2 separate regions of the Mus musculus genome follow, and region 2 is linked to region 1. A link is a contact called in public HiChIP or PLAC-seq data. All regions are on one chromosome and are shown on one strand. Each heading gives the region's core, a stretch centred on a gene start, on an enhancer-like site or on the middle of the called end of the contact. The rest is flanking DNA. Distances are from core to core; before and after follow the strand shown.

Evidence for each region. HiChIP or PLAC-seq counts read pairs in DNA pulled down with a chosen protein or histone mark.
Region 2: an H3K4me3 HiChIP or PLAC-seq map of bone marrow-derived macrophages shows a contact between it and region 1, with 3 times the contacts expected there. The contact joins the promoter of Emc7 here to the enhancer-like site in region 1. A contact is called at or near these places in 4 of 39 promoter capture datasets (the 3T3-L1 cell line, the HPC-7 cell line, liver and 1 more), 2 of 115 datasets of contacts at active chromatin or transcription factors (bone marrow-derived macrophages and embryonic stem cells) and 3 of 9 other capture datasets (adipose tissue, liver and pancreatic islet).

The regions. Positions count from the first base shown.
Region 1 is chr2:112,305,023-112,312,657 of GRCm38.p6, reverse strand. The region is part of intron 1 of Slc12a6 (solute carrier family 12, member 6); the gene reads right to left. Among named protein-coding and RNA genes, the nearest start is that of Slc12a6, 43 kb to the right of the region's middle. Within about 2 kb of position 4,112, at least 99 of the 459 cell types and tissues checked have an H3K27ac peak or open chromatin away from gene starts, as enhancers often do. A contact at or near this core is called in the HPC-7 cell line, adipose tissue and bone marrow-derived macrophages, where this site is marked.
Region 2 is chr2:112,452,169-112,459,803 of GRCm38.p6, reverse strand. It overlaps Emc7 (ER membrane protein complex subunit 7), which reads right to left and starts at 4,779. Exons shown (of 5, transcript NM_133749.2): 1 at 4,504-4,779; 2 at 225-344. The coding sequence starts at 4,736.

The DNA.
Region 1 (7,635 bases), core at 2,863-5,362:
AGGAATCATTCCAGCAATGCTCAAACCGTCTTCTCCATGAGTAGGTTTAAGAAACCACTCTTTGCTCATCCATAGGAAAGCAATTCCTTAGCCGGGCGTGGTGGTGCACACCTTTAATCCCAGCACTCGGGAGGCAGAGGCAGGCGGATTTCTGAGTCTGAGGCCAGCCTGGTCTACAGAGTGAGTTCCAGGACAGCCAGGCCTATACAGAGAAACCCTGTCTCGAAAAACAAAACAAAACAAGAAAGCAATTCCTTATTTAAGTTTTGTCAAATAGACATGGTCTCTGACTCTGCTTCGAATCCTTGCTCTCTGCCACTTCCATATCTGGCTATTTTCTCACTTAAGCTTCAAACCTCAAACATGAGGTCAGGATCCAACTACTTCCAGCTCCTGTTAGTGATGATGCACTGATTCCCCCATAGGCCATAAATGTTCTCAAAGTTGAGTCCCTACCAGAACAGTTTCTAATTACTTTGTTCAGTAGTCTCAGAGGAATTACTTTATGTAACAGGTTCCATGCTAAGAAATGCATGTCTTAAGGATACATGAAAGCCTAATTTATTCTTTGATCCACAGGACAGGTATCATGTTAAACAGGCCATGAAAACTATTTTAATCTTGCCCATCTTCATCAGACTTCTTAGGTGATCAGGAACATAATTGGTAGTTTGAGCTGGGACAGGGTGGCGCATGTTTTTAATCCCAGCATTTGGGAGGCAGAGTGAGTTCCAGGACAGCCAGGGTTACACAGAGAAACCCTGTCTCAAAAACAACAACAACAACAAATTGGTAGTTTGAATGGAATCTGTTCTTCCCCCTTTAGGAGTAGGTCAACAGTGGCTGAAAATACTCAGTAGACTAAGTCAAAACAAATACATTGCCATTCAGGTTTAAGCTTCAGTTACAGAATATAAATAAGCAGGATATACTTAGCTTAACTTTTAAGGGCCAGAGGACTTTTGGAATGGCAATTAAGCACCAGTTTCAACTTAGTCCCGTCCCTAGATACATTAGCTCCCAAAAGGGCAACACTGACCTCTGATGCCAGAGATAAGTTTCCTTTCTAGTTAAAGAAGCCCCTGTTGGGACCTTCCTCCTGTCGAGGGCTGTGCTGCGCTGTGCTGCGCTGTGTACACCGTGCATCTGTTTTGCGTGACCCCTGTCTGCAGTCATCTTCTCTAGCTCTTCTGTCCTTCTTGCTTCTACATCAGAGGCTGATGCTTTACCGGGTACTTTTATGATATGCGGACAGCTTCTTTCCTTAAACAGCTCAAACAACCTCTGCTCACTTCAAGGTTTTCTTCCACGCCATCCTTTTCTCTCTTAGCTTTTCATCTCTCCAGACCAGTAAACCCTTTCCCCTATCAGCAACAAAGATATTTTGTTTTCTTGTCATTTATGTCACTGGAATTTCTCACTTCCTGTAAGAACTTTGCTTTAGCATTTGCCACTTGCCTACCTTTGAAAAGATAAAGTTCCTGTCCTCATGAAGATACTCAGAGATAAGAAAAAGAAAATTAACAATTAAAATAACTTTACTTCAATCATCAGCCCTGAAAAATAAAAACCATAATTTGAGTTTGTAAATGTTAGCTAAGGAGTTAACTGAGTTAACTGAGCAAACCTTTCTGAGGAGGCAATCATTAAGAAAAGACCTGGTACAGAAAGGCAGAAAGAAATTGTGGAACAGGGAGGGAGAGAGAGCGAGAGAAGGACAGGAAAGAAGAGGGTAGGAGAGGGAGCAGGGAAGGGATAGCAACATTGGAAAGGTCACACGGGAAGCTACTGCTGTATAAGCTTCTAAGATACCTGTGGATACATATATTAACAGAGTTAAAATGGAGTTACCCTGTAACTGGGACAAATATAAGCTTAAGTCTCAGGAATGAGTTACTTTTTTTGGGACTGCAGCCAGTAAAGTCCTGGAGACTTCCCCAACAAACATTATAGGCTACTGTCACTGCTTTTGGCTAACCCTTCAGAACTTGATGAGTGAAGCAGTATTTGAGTCATAGGATACGGGGAAATCAAGATGGTGGAAGCTTCATCCCTCTAGTTTTCACAGTGCTAAAAAACACTATGCATGCTACCAGAAGAGACAAAAGAAACCATCAATCATACCCAGAAATGAATCCTGCCAGTTACAATAATGATGGGTCTGACAGGAAGCACCCACTGATACAGTAGTGACCTGGACATCATGGGAGGAACCAACCACTTTCTGGCTGACTCTAAGGCTGCTCCCCAAAATGAAACCTACAGTTGACACCATTATTGAACCAAGACCATGTGGCTAGTCAGACAATAGGTCATAGAAGCTACTACTATTATTCTGCCAAATGGACAAAGTGTTAAACCCATTCCTAATGACTTATGATTATACCCATAGATCAATGTATTTCTCAGCTTTCATCGGAGACGCTTCTTTCTGCAGTAGACTAACATAGGGTGACTAACTGGCCAAGGGACGTAGAATAAGAAACATAATTAAAATAATAAAAATAAAACCTTAAAAAAATAAAGGTCTCTATAAAAAGAAGGTAAGCATGACAATCTTGAAAATGACTGCTTGGAGCAGGGGGATGGATGAGGAAAGGCAGTATCAAATGGGAGTCAGCTTGGTACTCTTGGGAACTTGTGATGTGCTGAAGTGTAATGAGTAGCACAGTGGTTAAAAGGGTCAGGAAACAGGTAGATAGCAGTTATACTCAAGGTCCTGAAGACAAGACAATGATTGTCACTTTTACGTTGAACAAGGTCTACTGGGAGGTTTTACACAGCCACACAACACGCCTGGTTAACTGTTTAAAAGGCATGCTGATGGTTGGATTGTAAAGGGAGTAAGAACAGAAATAAGGGGCTCGATGGATGTCCCTGTTGAGAGGGCTTACAGCTCTTGAAAAGAACCTTGGTTCAGACAGTAGTACCCCAATAGGCTCACAGTTGCCTATCACTCTAGTTCCAGGGGATTTGACACCATATTCTGGAAAAAATAGAAAGAAAGGAAGGAAGGAAAAGAAAAGAACTGTGCAGAAAGAGGAAATACTCAGAACCAAGGTCCGAGCTGTCCTGTTCAGTGAACGAGTAAACCAGGCTATCAGCAGCATAAACAGGGAGCAATGGAACATGGTCTAAGAGACGAATGCAGGCAGTGAAGAAAGCATGGGTCACACGAGGCCTTCTAGGGCACAGTCTGGACTTCTGAGTTACTCTGAGTACAATAGGAAGTCACTGGAAGGCTTGCTATCTCCACAGGATCACTGCAGCTGCTATCAAGAACAGACTGCACGATGAGGAGGAGGTACAGGAAGCACAGTTAGAAAGCTAAGATGATCCCGGAAAAGAAAACGGCATCCTGAGTAAGGTTGGAAAGTAGCCAAGATGACAAGCAGCAGTCAGAGCTGGGTACGAGCGCCACAGAAGACTGGGACAGGACAAGTAACCTAGCTCAAGAGGTCAGCTTTTAGTCGTTTCCCAAGACAGCTATGTAGGAGAGTCTTTGTGATGACAGATCAGTGGCCTGGATCTCTGGTTAGCTGTGAGGTTTCCCAGCAGCTAGTAAATATATTAAGAATTCATTTAATGAGAAGTCATTCAAATGTCCATTGCTGAATGGGTAAACTAAATGTAGTATATATGTACAGTTTAAAAGGAAGGTAATTTGGCCACAAACTACAGGACAGATGAATCTTTGAGAACATGCTAATGGAATAACTCAGTCACACAGGAACAGAGCCAAGTACCATATGACTCTACTTGTCTGAAACTCCAAAGTAGTCAAACTCAGAACCAGGAAGGATGGTTACTAAGAGCTGGGAGGGAAAAAAAGTGGAGATTTGTACGATGAGTCACACAATGTAAGCGTTCTGAAGCTCTTTGGTAGAACAATGAGAAGATACTTAATACAACTGAACTGTACATTTTAAAAACCATGAGCTAGGCTTGGTAGATTATATTCCTATAATCCTAAATGTGAAGGCGGAGAATCTCAAGGTTGAAGAAGCCCGGGCTACACATAATAAGAATGTATATCCCAAAGACAAAAACAAATAACTGTCAGAATGCAGATTTGTGTTACACTATGTCACAATGCAGAGCAGAGTAAGTGATGACGATTTTGCTTTGGGGCTGTATTCTGGTGCTACTGGGGACTGAGACACTGTGAAGCTCAGGATGTCTGACAACCTCCTGCCTCAACCTCCTGAATGGAACGATCACCTTATAGTTTTGACAGACTGTGGTTTTCTTTTCTTTTTTTTTTTTAAAGATTTATTTATTTATTTATTTATTTATTTATTTATTTATTTATTTATTATATGTAAGCACACTGTAGCTGTCTTCAGATGCACCAGAAGAGGGCATCAGATCTCATTATGGGTGGTTGTGAGCTACCATGTGGTTGCCGGGATTTGAACTTCGGACCTTCGGAAGAGCAGTCGGGTGCTCTTACCCACTGAGCCATCTCACCAGCCCCCTGTGGTTTTCATTTACAGCATTTACAGGACTAACATAAATACTCAGTTTTGTTCTTTTTAATATTTCCTTTGTTCAATAGCTTTTCAGCATCCATCCCTCTCTCCCAAGTCATAAGACAGTATGGGCTCACGACACGCTTCAGAGAGGATGACACATCATGCAGCTCAAATATAAAGCCATCTAATACAGCTACAAACATTACTAATGCTATTCCTGTATTTCTGGAAAAAAAGCTGAGGGAGCAAACTTTAAAAACTGCTAGTGTAAGACCTTGGTTCGCTTGGAGACTTATGCCATATGGTTTCAAGGATAGAAACTAAAAACGGAGACTGTTAAAATACAAGACTTCTAACCACTGTTATCAGGACAGATATTAAAATTAAAAGCTATAGATTGCATACAATTATTTACAAGGCTGGTGTGTTGATCCAGTGGGTTGTCATACTTCCTGGTAAACTTGAAGACCTGAGTTCCATTCCTGGAACCCATATGAAGATGGCTGTGCTCTGATCTCTACTATTACAGCACATGCTTGTACATGAACAATTTAAGAGTATAAACCTATAAATATCTACTGATCGATTAGTCATTTGATAGAAGCTATACAACTCATGTCTTCTTCTCTGACTCATACCTACTAGGCAGGCATATGCCTATCATTTCCAACCTTGGTTAATGACAGAAGTGAGACAATATTTGTATCTTTTTAAAACTTTTGTGCTAATCCACTCTGTCACAGAACTTTATTGTTGGGCTGACTTGCTTAAGTAATTCATGTTAGCTTTCAGAGAAATGCTCTACTATCTCTTCAGATATATATCAGTTTTATATAATGTTTAATCAGTCCATTTATGATATAAATATATATGTCATGACAGTTTTAGAGTCAAATATAACAAATTTTTGTATGAAAATAACAGCAATGGTTATCCACAGCAGTTGTTAGAATATGTATATGACAGACACCCAAACAGTTTATCTGTATTATTTCTACAGCATTTCCATCCCATGCTGTGGCTACTGCTGTTATCATTTCAGGAGAGACAAAGGGAATTCCTAGAATGGTGACGTATGGAGAGCCCACCATCATACATACAAGGGCACATACAAGGGGCAATGGAAACAAGAACACAGGACTGGGAGGTAAAAATGCAGGTAAGATTCTAACTTCACCTTGCACTATTCATTTAATCTGGGATAATGACTAAATAATTTTTAGCTTTAATTTTCTATTTAGGCAATGAAAATAAAATTTTCTATTTATGTAATAAAACATAAAATTGTGAGGATCAGATAGATAGAAGATACTCATTAAACAACTATTTTTAAGAGAATTGAATGTATTGGGCATCCGTGGTACATGGCTTCAAGTTTAGCAACTTGGCAGGCTGGGATAAGAAGATTGATTGAGCTCTCAAGACAGCAATGCCCAAGATACAATTCGCAAAACACATGAAACTCAAGAAGGAAGACTAACTGTGGATACTTCAGTCCTTCTTAGAAGGGGGAACAAAATTCCCATGGAAGGAGTTACAGAGACAAAGTGTGAAGTAGACACTGAAGGAATGACCATCCAGAGACTGCCCCACCTGGGGATATACACCTCATAAACAACCACTAAAACTAGACACTATTGTGGACGCCAACAAGAGCTTGCTGACAGGAGCCTGATATAGCTGTCTCCTGAGAGGCTCTGCCAGTGCCTAACAAATACAAAAGTAGATGCCCCCAGCCATCCATTGGACTGAGCACAGGGTCCCCAATGAAGGAGCTAGAGAAAGTACCCAAGGAGCCGAAGGGGTTTGCAGCTCTATATGAGGAACAATAATATGAACTAACCTGCCCCCCACAGAGCTCCCTGGGACTAAACCACCAACCAAAGAAAACACATGGTGGGAATCATGGCTCTAGCTGCCTATGTAGCAGAGGATGGCCTAGTCGGTCATCAATGGGAAGAGAAGCCCTTGGTCCTGTGAAGGTTCTATGCCCCAGTATAGGGGAATGCCAGGGCCAGGAAGCAGGAGTGGGTAGGTTGGTGAGCAGTGGGAGGGGGAAGAGGATAGGGGATTTTTCAGAAGGGAAACTAGGAAAGGGGATAACATTTGAAATGTAAATAAAGAAAATATCTAATAAAGAAAAGGAAAAGAAAGAGAAATGAGGTGCAATAATGAAGAACAGAAAGGACTAAAACGGCAAAAAAAAAAAAAAAGAAGATTGACTGAGCTCTCAAGACAGCATTTCACTGAGGCAGGGTGGGGGAAAGAAGTGGGGGGGGGTGGAGTATATTTATGAATATGCACAGAGAAGAAAAAAGCTGGGCATGGTATCATGTGGCTTTAATCACAATGCTGGAAGGCAGAGACAGGAAGGAGTTGGAGGACAGCCTGTCTACATAGCAAGTTCTAGGCCAATCAGGGTTATATATTAAGACCCTGTCTCACATAGACACATCCCATACAAAAGACAATTCCTAATATAAGAAGCTTTTAAACCAAATATAAGAAACTGAGAACAGTGGTAGTAATTTATTTATATTTAATAACACCCTGTGGGGCCGTGAAAGGCGGGCATGGTCCCTGGTTGAGCTAAGGCTTAAAGCCCCAGAAATCCTGAAGGGACAGCATGCACTTCACCTGATTCCTGGGCACCAGGCTCCATCACTAGCCAAATCACCCCACCCCCACCCCCACTCCCCATAGATTTGTGGCTATCAGTTGTGTAAGGGCAATGTCCCAAACCCCTCCACTTGTAGATGTGACTTGTGGTCATGTAGGCTCAAGACAGATCTTCATTTTAATGAGGTACCTAAAGGCTGGAGAGCTTAGCCAATAAGCTTTCCTTCCCAGACACTTCTCTCTGCAAAAGGTATTTAACCCAGGCCCACCCTCAGAAGTGAGGTATGGTTTTAAACAACTACTTTCCACCATGACAATAAATGTCTTAGAACCATGGACTGTCTCTTTTCATGGGGATCTGCTGTGGGGAGCCAAGGAGAAGGCCTTTGCCCATAAAGCCGCCATCTAATCTCCTGTAGAAGACCTCTCTGTATTCCCAGCCACCTTCTCTACCAAGCCCAGTTGTCCAAGCCTGCAGCTGCCATCAAACCTAGGACTACCCCAGCAGGACCGCCGGGGCTTCTCCTCCCCTCCCTCATCC
Region 2 (7,635 bases), core at 3,530-6,029, 150 kb before region 1:
TCTAAACAACTATAGTAGATGTTATAAACATTCATGCAGATGGGGGGGGGGGGGATTCAATTTCAAAGCCTCAGTGCTCAGATTACAAACAAGAGTAAACGTTTTAAGAAATAACTGTGGTTTAAGTAAGAAACTCTCAACCTTCACTATAAATTCCAAAAATGACATGTAACAACATTCTAACTAGACCAGACTTTGGTAAAAAATAAACTGGGTATCCTCACCGCATTTTTCCTTTTGAAGTGATATCGACTCGGACAGGGTCAAACTTGTAAGCAGGAGAAATAACTTCCACTACATAAGAGCCAGAGGGAATATCATGAACCACAAAGCTCCCATCTGTCCTGGAAAAAGGAAAATCATAGTTACTTCTCATCAGCACCTTAGTCTTTCCCTGTTTGAAAGCACGTGCTTATTTCCCCATAGTTCTCAAAAAACATCAGAAGAAAAGAAGACATGGTGGCTCACACATATAATCCTAGCACAGAGGGGTGGGGGGAGCTTAAGCAGGAGTATCACCATGGGTTCAAGGCCAGCCTGGGTTACAGAGTAAATTTCAACATAACCTGGACTACAGTGATTAAGGTTGTCCCAAACAAATAAATAAACAAGTGGAAGCAGCTAACCAAACAGAAAACACAGGTATGGTGACATCCTGTAATCATAAAACTCAGGAGCATATGGCAGGAGGACCACTGCCAATGTGAAGCCAGCCTGAACTACATAGTGAATCCATGGCCAGCTTAGGCCATGTGGTTTCTGCCCCTCTTCCCAAATAAAGAAAAATGGCAAAAGTTGGCCCTACATTTTATGCTCCAGAATGTTAACAGTTTCTAAAGTACAATGGGCCTATGCCAGAGTGATAGAGATTCCTTCTGCAGGTACAAGCGGCAGTGACAAAAGAGCAGTTTCTACTCTGAAACTATCTCTACTGAATAAAAATTATCAGTGTATATTATTACAATAGTAGAGTACCCATTTTATCATGTTCCCTCAATATACTCTTACTGTTAAAAAAATAATTCTATTCTAGTTAATTTGTATTTTGTTGTATTTTCTTTTTCACACAAACATATTTGAATAGTAAATTGTCCTATTTATTATAAATAGTTACTTTTTGGCTGGTTATATAGAAACCCACAACTTAGTAGCTAAAGCCATCTATCTTTAATTTCTCTAATCCTACAAGGTTTTGTTTAAATCGACCAACCAAAAGCTGGTAATTTCTTCTTGTAAGTCAAAAATAATTTGTCTTGAAAATGAAAAACTGCTACTTCAAAGAAAAGAAATTTAAAAAATTAAGATGACAAGTGTTCCTTGCAAGTGTATACTAAGGTGAAGTATAACTGAACTATAAACATTAAACTACCTTACCCCTCAGCTGCACATGTTTACTCCCCAGACCCACTCTCCTATGTACCATCTGAGGGTTTTTGGAGGTTCTAGCAGCATCAGGAGGGTTGCATGTGTGTGTGAGAATTAAGAGACATCTGTCTAGCCAAATCAACCCTAACAAGCAATGAGCTAAGAGATGTCACAGCCATATCACCTGCACGTGTTCCAGACCCATTCTACCTTTCTCTTTGTGTCTATGGGAAGGGAAGAAAATGCCTTAGAATATTTCCTCCATAGCTTTATCACTAACTGGCTTTGCTCAGGACCATGGCTACATACATGCCCCATCCCACCCCGTCATCTCACCCACCCTATCACTTCCAAGTTGACAGTAGCCTCTTCCCCTCCTTGTCCCTCTAGCAGAGGTGGTAGTAATTTCTATGTTAGTTTGGCTTTCATGCATTATAGGATAAATACTGCTGAGGCTGTAAGCTCCAGGGTACTGCATAATCTGATGTTTCTTTATATCACGATGAATAGACTGTTTTAATCCTTTGATTAAACTCTATGTGAACTATTCTAATTTTGGTGCATATTCTGCTCTTTTGTTTTTGGAGACAAAAGTCTTACTATATAACCCAGGATGGCCTCAGATTCATGATGCTACTGCCTCCCTCCCAAGAGCTGGGACATAAGTGTGCATATTACATCCAGTCATCTTCTATTTCTTTATAGACACTGATAACAACCTCAAGACACTTTTGTTTGAGCAGAGGGGAAAAAAAAGAAACTGATGACTATTCAACACAAATAGAACCAGAATTACTAAATGAAAAAGCAAATCTCAGCATGCTAGGAGATACCTGTAATCTCACGAGGAAGTGAGCACAGGAGGACGTGATTGTATGAACCACAGTGAAACTATGTATTTAAAAAATATTCAAGGGCTGGAGAGATGGCTCAGCAGTTAAGAGCACTGACTGCTCTTCCAGAGGTTCTGAGTTCAAATCCTAGGAACCACATGGTGGCTCACAACCATCTGTAATGGGATCTGATGCCCTCTTCTGGTGTGTCTGAAGACAGCTACAGTATTATAAATAAATAATTATTTTTTAAAAAGTCACAAGTAAGTAGTATATAAGCTTATAATTTCAAAACAAAATAAAACAAAACAAAACAAAACAAAACACCTGGCAACCACCTAACTGTCCAAAAGCAGAAGACTGGAAAAGCGAGTTGTGATTTATATGCACATTATGATATGAAAAGTGGCTTAAGTGCTCTTTAACCCACTTCCTCTCACCTCCATTAGTAAAGTTCCAAGCTACTTCCCTAGAAACCAAAAATATAGTCAAACTTGTGTGCTGGTTATTCAAAAAAATAAGACAAATTACCAAGCCTATTTCCAACAACACTATCACCATAAGCCGGTCAGTGGTGGCGCATTCCTTTAATCCCAGCACTTGGGAGGTAGAGGCATTCGAAATTCTGAGTTCAAAGCCAGCCTGGTCTACAAAGTGAATTCGAGGACAGCAAAGGGCTACACAGAGAAACCCTGTCTCAAAAAGCCAAAAAATAAAAAGCCTAAAAACAAACAAAAAAAAAAAGACTATCACCATAAAAACCACATCGACTCTCAATTAGCCCTCTATATGAATATAAGAGCATGAATAAAAACATGTTCATAAATGTTAAATGAAAATTATGGTCTTATATGCTTTACTCTTAAAGACAAGTCATATGATTCTACAGAGTCAGAAAAAAATTTACTATAAAACATTAAAGGTTATTATCTTTCTGTTGCATCTTTTAAAAAGAAAATATCTTATTTATATTTTCTTCAATAAACATTTATTTATTTGTACTTGGACCTCTTGCATACTAAGTCCCACCACAACACTGTACCACCAGCTTTTTTTCCTTCTTCTTTGAGACAGGGTCTCAACGAAATAGTTCAGAGTACCCTTTAGCTTATGGTCCTTCTGCTTCCGATTCCTGAGTAGCTGAGATGCTAGGTCTATGTCACTGTGCAAGGCTAAACATATCTAACAATCTATATTAAGTTGTAAAATATCTTCAAAATAAAAATAGGAGGTTTTCAAATGTGCTGCATACGGCAGAAGTTGACTACTCAATTAAGCCTTACCTCCCACATCCTAGTGGGAATTTATTACTAATGAAACATTAATTAGGACAAAATTTAAACAATACCCTAATGCCAAATAACATTAAAATATTGGTTGTCAACTTGCCATTATTTATTAATCTGAGGTTGAATATCCCACAAGGGAACATCAACAATCTGCAGAAATAAGCAATTCAAGTTGAAACATCCACATTTAAGATGTATGGTTGAAGTTGGTCTATAAAGCCAGCAAAGAAATATTTTCTTTCAACTCATAGTTTCAACTCCAAATACTGATGGCAAAATTTAAAACATATTCGTGGCTTGAAGAATGAAAACGGACTGCTGACAAAGCATTAAGAAATTCAACCCACCTTCCAATCTAAACATAAATCACAAACTCTTAAGAACAAGAAAAGAACAACTAGGCGTAAGGAATCTCGAGTAACCCTGGTCTGACTTAAATGACGACTATGATATCGCAAATCCCTCGATGAATTCAATTGTAAAAAGAACAATAATCACAAACTCGGGCCCCAAAAAAGCACTCTTTGATTAGGGACTTCTGGGCCCATTAATTTTAGAAGCAGGACCATTAGCCTTACAGTCTATGTCATCACTGGGAGCCCTTTGGGCTTTGACAATTCCCACTTGTTCAGCATCTTTCTACACAACACCAAGCTATCAGAAGAGTGACATGGAGAAAGCAACTAGGTTTCAGAAACACTAGACAAAATGCAAAGCGGGTAAAACCCAACAGATAAATGAGACTCCCCTGGGCCCAAGTATGATCTGTCTCACACTGGAGCCAAAATACGGCTACAAATAAATGACCGCATAGGTCTCGGGCGCCTGGGACCACTGTCCGCCATCCTCGTTGCTGAAGTACCTGACTGCCTCTCAAGGTCTCCCAGCACAAACCGTTAGTGGCGCCGGTGCCTTCAGTTTCTGACAGCTACACTGAGGGTCCTGACAGCTGTCCTAGCTGGATACCCTTCCAGCGTCCGCCCCAATCGCTTTCCTGCTGCCCTCGGGATGCTCACTTAAGGAAGCCGACATGCTCTTCTCCGTCTACCAGCACTCGGGCCGCGGAGATCCAGTCCTGAGGCTTCACCCCCGGAACAACCGCACGTCCCTCGATCTTAAAACGATCTCCCAGGCCGACCCCACTACCTCCCGGGCCCTCGGCAGCAGCCCCAGGCACCTCCGAGCTGTGGGCATCTCCTGATAATAACAGAAGCAGGACGGAGAAGAAACCCCACAGAGCACCCGCCATGACAGCAGCTCTGAGGAGTCAGGCCTACGGCCCGGAAGTCCTACCCCGCCGCAAGGCCGCTAAAGCTGCCGCCACCGTCGCCAGCCGATGTCGTCATCATCCCGAGCCGGATCCGGCCCGGAGCTTGTCCACGCCCCGGAGAGAAGTTGTGACCGCTGACTAATCAGGAGAAGGGGCGCAGGATCAACGCTCCGAATGACCCAGGGCTGGGGCTTAAAAGGTGGCGAGGCTTTTAAGTAAAGATGCCAGGGCATGTAAGGCGAAGTAAAGCTGGCAGAGAGTTTTGCTGTGGCGTCCACAGTTGCAGGTCTTATCGTGGGCGTAAAGGACCATGAGACCGAGAGGAATGAGGATCTGAAGTGTTGAGTGCTGTGTCTGTAGCTAACAACATTCAGACATCGACCCTATCACTTTCTCAAGGTTCTTGCTAGCTCTAAATAGTCTCCTTTCTACCACATATCTCCGTAAAAGACCCTGTGCACTCTGCCTCCATAGAAAAGTTAAAAAAAAAAAAAAAAAGAGTGAAGCTCCCGATGGAGAGTGGAAATGCAGACAATTTGGGCTGAAAAGGAAAACAAAAAGTTTTTTAAAATCTATATCAAAAAATGGTGATCCATGTTTAAGTTCGCGGAGAATGTTTATTTTCATTCTGTGTTAATGCTTTGGTTTTTTAACAAACAAGGTTGCAGACTGAGAAAGTGAAGCACTCACTATAAATGGTAAATAAAATACCTAAGACACAGACAGGGCAAATGGCCAGACCACCAGAAAACAGTTACCTTCGTAAAGCCATGCCGCGTCTAGCATCCTTCTTCCAGTTCTTAATTCTTATTTACCAAGAGTGCCGCAACCCTGCTTCGTTTCTCACTGTTTCGTTGGCTAACATATTCTTTTCAGAGTTGATGCTTACCTGCCTTAGATAACTCAGTCATTGAGCAGAGGCCTAAATACTGTAAAAATTCATCCATCTTCTCTTCTACTAATACTCTTCTACTAATTCTCTTCTATTCAGTTTCTCTGGTATAGAGTTTTTCTTGCTACAGAAATTAATACACCTAACTTTATGCATGTTTCTAGTGGTCTCTATCTCCATCCCTTGACTCTGTGCCCAGAAATAGTCTATAAGCAAAAACATAAAATTAAAAATATACATATATGGGGGTAGAGAGATGAGTCGGCTGTTAAGACCACTTGTTACTCTTGCAGAAGACCTGAGTTCAGTCCCCAGCCCCCACACTATAGCTCTTCAAATTCCAGGTGATCTGATACCTCCACAGGCTAGTTCACATACATACATACATGTGAGCAACATCCATATACTTGATATTAAATAAATATAATATGCAACATAATGTATATTTATTTGACACACACTATTATATAAATAGTGCTTATTATATAAATAAAACCAGTATGTTGTGAATTCCTCCCCCATCGTGAGTTTTTTTTTAGATAGGATTTCATACTACAGTCCAGACTGGTCTTGAACTTTATCTGTTCTTCAGCCACTGAAATGCTGGAAGGATTGACATAAATTGTGAGCCATCACAATTACCTCAATATGTAATTTAATTAAAATTAATGTGTTATAATACATATAAATATATAAATGTATGCAGCTATAATGCATCTCTATTTTACATGTATATATTTGTACACCATCTATCTAATAGCAAACTACAAATGCAGTTCTTCATTTTGCCCTTTTTCCCTAATGTAGCTTGGAAAAAAAAATCTCTGTTTTTGGTCTATGTTTTATAGACAGGGTCTTATACCATAGCTCAGTCTGCCCCAGAATTCACTATGCAACCCAGGCTAACCTCAAACTTGTGGCAGTTTTCCTGTCTCAACCTCCCTAGTGCTAGAGCTAGTGCTGCTCTTGGCTGTAAATTATCCCAATGGTATATAAATGTTTCCTCATTCTTAAAATAAGGCTACCAAGTACCCCAGTATATAGATTTCCTGATTCCCTACTAAGAGACGTTAAAATTGTTCCTAATCTTACTGATTTTGCTAAAGTGCATTTCCTTCATCATGTGATTTCCATGTCCATATCCAGAATTCCTTTTTTTAATCCATAATGATGTGTTCCAGTATTCCTAATGGGTGCAAAAAACCCCAGATCACCCTATATGGACTCTCCTGTATTTACTACCTACAAAAAAGTTTAATTTATTAATTAAACACAGTAAGAGATTAATGATCTTAAATAAAATAGTGTAATTATAGTAATATACTGTACTAAAAGTTATTGTAGTAATAGCATATAATTAAAATCCAACAGAAGCTGAGGAAAGGAGGGGCTATCTTTATGAGTACAACAGATAATGGAAAGTGGTGGTTGAAGACATTTTATCTCAGTTTTTCTCTCTCTCTCTCTCTCTCTCTCTCTCTCTCTCTGTTGTTGTTTGATATTTCTTTTTTTGTCTGTTTAGTTTTTTTGTTTGTTTGTTTGTTTGTTTGGAGACAGGGTTTCTCTGTATAGCCCTGGCTGTCCTGGAACTCACTTTGTAGACCAGACTGGCCTCAAACTCAGAAATCCAACTGCCTCTGCCTCCCAAGTGCTGGGATTAAAGGTGTGTGCCACCATGTTCAGCCTCAGTTCTTTCTTTTTACAGTACTCCTTAAGATATTTTTTTGTTTTTCTTTTCTTTTCTTTCCTTTTCTCTTTTCTTTTATTTATTTATTTATTTATTTATTTATTTATTTATTTATTTATTGAGACAGGGTTTCTCTGTGTAGCCCTGGCTGTCCTGGAACTCACTTTGTAGACCAGGCTGGCCTCAAACTCAGAAATCCACCTGCCTCTGTCTTCCGAGTGCTGGGATTAAAGGCGTGCGCCACCATGCCCGGCTAAGATATTGTAACTATTATGGAGTGAGTTGTATTCCTGCAAAGT